Linked DNA regions of Arachis hypogaea: region 2 is linked to region 1. Evidence: chromatin contacts called from public Hi-C data. All regions are on one chromosome and are shown on one strand. Each heading gives the region's core, a stretch centred on a gene start, on an enhancer-like site or on the middle of the called end of the contact. The rest is flanking DNA. Distances are from core to core; before and after follow the strand shown. Region 1 holds the start of LOC112719924 (DNA replication complex GINS protein PSF2). Region 2 has its middle 13 kb from the start of LOC112724013.

Region 1 (2,700 bases), core at 20-2,519:
AACAACAAATTCAACTATAATAATTTTCAAATCCCTAGTATTCAGCTTCAACAATTCTAAAAAACCACATACAACAACAACAACCACCAGTCCATCACCATAAAATTCTAATTTCACTATGAAACCCTAAGGTACACTGAAATTGACACTGAAAGTCTGAAAAAACAGGATCGAAGAGAGCTCACCTGGGACTGACGGTGGAGGAAGTTGACCAACTGAACTAACGGCCGAAACAAGACGACCACCACCACCGCCAGAGGGACCAGATGCTGGTTCCGTCTGCTTCTGCCGCTGACGAAGCGAGCGCAGGGAAGGCGCGACAGAGTGCGAGACCGTGACGACGAGCTTCAGTCTGAGATGAGTCCGAGACCGAGAGAAAAGTGACGGACCGGAGACGAGGTGAGGGGAGAGAGTGACGAGGTGAGGCCTGAGGGGAGAGATTGAAATAATAAACAATTAAACATGACCAGCCGGGTCACCGAGTTTACTAAAAACCGGCCAGGTCGAACCGGTTTTTTACAGGTCTAATACTTGTTCAATTTTGGAGAGCAAAATTACGAGTCCAATGGTTGAAATGGAAAAACATGAACACACAGTTTTTCCATTCTAAAACTCATTGGAAACCAGAAAAACAGATTGGAAAAATTAGAAAATGGTCGTGGAGGTACTACATCAAACGCTAAAGGGATTGGAGGAATTGCTCAGGAGTACTTTCAGAATTTATTCTGCATCTCTAACTGAGGGATCCGAGTGAAAAAATTAGCACAATTCCTCAAAAAGTCAGCCAGAGCACCAATTGAATTCTCACAAGGCCGACAAATGAGAAGGAGAATAGAAGAGCAAATTTTCCATTTACCTTTTCTTTGCACCTTGAGAAGATGAATTCACTGCAAAGTTTTATCAGTTTTACTGGAGCATGATCAAAGAGGACATTATTCAAGCAGTGACAAGCTTCTTTAATGGAGGTAATATGCCGAAATCCTTTAATCACACAGACACACACACACATTTGCTTGATTCATAAGGTGACTAGTGTTTTTATTATGACTCAAATAAGACCTATTAGCTTGGATTCTATGTTCTATAAAATTATTTTTAAAGTGCTAGTACATAGAATGCAGTTTGTTATGTATAGAGTCATAAGTGATAACCAGATCGCTTTCATAAGGTGAAGACTGATTAGTGATAATGTGCTTATTGTTTATGAATTGATGCATTTTCTAAAGAACATAATGAGGTGGGGATTGCGAGCTTACTCCGGAGGATTACAAAGCAAATTAGCTTTTGTGATCGATGGATTAGATATAATTAGAGGAGTGTTTGACTACTGTGTCTTATTCATGACTCAAGACTTTGTTAAGTCTACAAGAGGTATTTGCCAAGGGAATTCTCTTTCCCTCTATCTTTTTATTTTTTATGCATAGGAAATTAGGAATTTTTTCACTTGTCCTACAAAGAAAAAAAAAAGAATAATGTGATTAATCCATTGTCATGCGTAGAGTAATCAAGTTACAGCTAGTAGCTCTCTTGTCATGCGTAAATTTTGAGGCCTGCACAAAGCAAATATCGAGCATCATATCAGTAACAGGAAGTTAACGAAAACTGTTAATCCATTGACAGAAGAACAAACGTGATTAATTTTAAATATTTCAGAAACTAATTTGATTGAAAAAATCATTCGTGGACGGATTTAAAATTCATCCTTCAGGAACTAATTTAACCATTATTTGCTAATTAATGAAAATAGAGGCTGCAATGCACAAGCACAACTCATTCAAAATATATTTAACCCAAGACTAAACAAGCAATTCTATAAACCCCAATCAGACAAGAAGATGATAAAATTGTACGAAGTAACAAGGAAAATGACATTTACTCCGTGAAGACGGGTTACAACATGAGTTTCAATTTTTTCACTCACAAGTTGAGATGGAAGTGGTGTTTTTTAATGTGGCGTGGTTCAGAATCTGAGGGTGAAGCAGGATGAGTTAGGAAGGTGTACGAGTGAAGTCAAATATTTTTTTTTTCTTTTTGGTTCGAGAAAAAATCCAGCACCTTACCAAAACATAAACGACACCATTGCTAAGATTTTCCTATCTTCAAATTTTTCATTCAAAGGTCCCATCTGTTGAGGTTAGAGAGCAGAGTCAGATTGCTTGTAAAGCTAGTTAGGCAAAGTTGCGGAGTAAAACCCCATAATAGTCCCTCAGATTGAGCCCGTACACTAATGTTACCCCTGAGTTTCGAAATGCTCTAATTGCACCCTTCAGATTGAGCTCCGTGCGAAATTCTGGTCCCTCCACCCAATTCCGGCGTGACTTAGCAGCCGGAGCGCTGAGCTGGCAGTTCCACCACCTCCACGTGGGCTTCATCACCTTCCACCATCACCATTGTTCCTCCAATTGGAGCCATTACCCTTCTCTCCCAATTTTCCTTTCTCTTTCTCCCTTCCTCAAGCATTGTAGCTCTTTCCATTGGCCTAAGGCTGAACCACCACCGCGAGCCACCATAGCCTCCACCATCTGCGACTACCGCATCCAACCTCCTCCCTCTATCCTCTCCTTCCCCATCAGGTCCAGAGTCGTCGAGCTTTTTTCCTGGTGAACCACTTCTGCCGGGCCCGAGCTTACTGTCGCCGCCAATCTGCCATCTTCATCACCCTCTTCCACGCACCGAACCCTAGCCCTATCGCAGCTTCCA
Region 2 (2,700 bases), core at 70-2,569, 70 kb before region 1:
TGAAGCAATAGGGGCTCGTCTACATCTAATTAATCAACTTATTATTTATTAACGTATTTTATTATTTCCCTTTTCTTGGTGGGAAGCATTTTAATTACCATATAAATTAGGGGAGTACACATATCAGATTGGTTTAAATTTATTGGAGCAGAAAAAGAATGGAACCAATAAAATTTAATCGGTTTAGTTTGGATTAAGTAAGAGTTTTTTTTTTTTTTTTTTTTTTTTTTTAAAGATGAGTGCCCTCAAACAACTAATTTGAACGGATTGAATTCAGATCGAAGCTATTTGGATAATTGAGTATTTACTTAAAAATTAAATTAAAAAAAAAGAATAAAATGAGAAAAAATTCGATAAATTGTAATAGTAAAAAAAAGAGAAAATAAATCATTACAAATTATAATACATCATCAAATTCGTACTTAAATAAATATCATTTAATATTCACAATTTGACATATCTTAATGTATATTATATATTATATTATACAATCTAATCTAATCGGGTGGATTTAGATTTGTAACCATGAATCTAATACTTAAACCGATTAAAGTTAGGTTTTACTGAATTTTATCCAAGTATCCAATAAATACTAGATTAATTAACTTGGATCGAGTCAATCAGTTATATTCTGATTATCTGATTATCCGTATCTGTGTATACTATAAATCGAGACAAAATTCAACAAACATAAAATAAGTAAATTAATAAATCAATCAATAAATATTAGCTAGAATTATCTGAGGAGAGTTCCCACGAAAAGGACCAAATTTTTGCATTATCCTATTTCCAGAGAGCAATAAACTATTTAAGTAGAATTCAAAGTCAACTAACGTAAAATATTCAACCTTGATATAGAACTGTTAAGCTAGCTTCCATGAAACAGAAGTATACCATAAAAAATAACCTGAAATTTTAACAAAAAATAATTTCTAAAATAGGATGCTATTTCAGAATAATCTACCAATTTAGCATTATATCAACATCAAACTTAAAGATAAGTCTCATCAGTAGAGAAGCTACTAATTAGCTCCATAATCATGTGAAGGGATCCCCTTTTTTTTTTTTGGGAATTTTTCAAACTCTCACATTTGTTTAAGATTAGTAAACTAACCATTAGACCAACTCAACTTAATTATGTGAAGGATTTTTTTCACAGTATCTCTAGTCCGACAGACTAAAAACTAATCATTATAAATAAAATTCGAATTCTCAATATGTGAAGGTTTTTTTTTTTTTTTTCACAATATCTCTAGTGCACTCGAGTAACCAAGTTGGTTTGTGAAGGAAAATTAATAGTGGCTTTGCTAACTCCTTATTCAGTCAATAGCCATTGGGTCGCAGGTTTCTGCTTCATTCTGTGATCTAGCACTATCTTTTGGGCCTAACGAAAAACTTGACTAAGGTCCAAAACATACGACAAATATTCACCTATAAAAGAAAAACATTATCCAAGTCCAAAAAAATATATTATAGAATAGATCTCATTAGATGACACACAAAAGACCGACCAAAAACTATATATTACACAAGGAAAAAAAAAACTTTTATCTAAAAACTTCATTGTAGCATTAAATAAAATCAAACGCTTTGTGGTGTTTCCTATAATATTTATTTTCATACTACTTTTTTTAATATCTAATTGATTAAATATTCCAAGGTCAGTCATGGATGTTAAGGTGATTAAATACTCCAATTAGGATGGTGTTTTGGAGTAAATTAAGGTGATTAATCACGTAAAAATATTTTATATAAAATAATAATTAAAAATTATTAGATAATTTGATATACTTAATTAAATTATTTAATATAATACATAACTGCAATAAAAGTTATTTTTACCGACAAAATTTTAATGGTAATAACATAACGATCACTGTATATCTTATTTAATTTATGTTTTTGCAACAATTATATATCTGCCGTTATTTTTATATGTTATAATGGTAATTATATATACTTTTTGCGATAATTAAAAATATTTTTACCGAAAATAGTATAATTGTCACTAAAACCTTTTAGCAACAAAGTATAAGATGACTAATATCTAATTACCAAAAAATATAAGAGCGGCTATTTTTATTTCTGTTAAAAAGTAAAATAAATGACCACAAAATAAAAAAAAGACTTCCAATGCTTTTTTTCCACTTTGTTGACTCAGCACTTATTGCATGAAAGTGAAATTTTTTTAATTTTTTTCTTTATTTATTTTGTTAAATATGATTTTATACCATTTAATATATTTTCATATATTTTTTTTTGTTCAACTTAAAAAAAATATACAATAAAAATTCACACTTAACCAATAATTAAAAAGAAATGAAAAAATCCGTCCATTATTCCTATGTAACCTCCCTAAGCCATGATGCTTTGGCGCCTCCACACTCCACCCTTCAAGACCTTCCTACTCCTAAGCATCTAACATAAAGAAATTAGGCACTGTTAGTGTTGTAAATGTGAGGAACGCATAAAATTAGTTTTTGAAGAGTAAGAAGTTTATAAGATGAGAGATTCATTAATTTACTACGTACCTTAAGGTTTTGAGTTGGATGTGATGTCTTCTCATCTTATGTTATCTTATTTGATTCCTCCCCGAAGTCTTTCCAGTAGTCGAGAGCTCCCCACGGTTGACCCAACAAGTAGTATCAGAGCCGATGGTTATAATCGATCTGGTTTAAAAAATATTCAAGGTGAAGTATC

Evidence for each region. A called contact is a pair of places that touch in the nucleus more often than the background predicts.
Region 2: a contact with region 1 is called in a Hi-C map of an unstated tissue, with 3 times the contacts expected there. The contact joins the enhancer-like site here to the promoter of LOC112719924 in region 1. A contact is called at or near these places in 3 of 8 Hi-C or Micro-C datasets (leaf and an unstated tissue).

What each region holds. Positions count from the first base shown.
Region 1 is chr11:3,530,384-3,533,083 of arahy.Tifrunner.gnm2.J5K5, reverse strand. It overlaps LOC112719924 (DNA replication complex GINS protein PSF2), which reads right to left and starts at 1,269. Exons shown (of 10, transcript XM_025770663.2): 1 at 857-1,269; 2 at 186-427.
Region 2 is chr11:3,600,125-3,602,824 of arahy.Tifrunner.gnm2.J5K5, reverse strand. No RefSeq gene overlaps it. Among protein-coding and RNA genes, the nearest start is that of LOC112724013, 13 kb to the right of the region's middle. Within about 2 kb of position 1,319, at least 2 of the 3 cell types and tissues checked have open chromatin away from gene starts, as enhancers often do.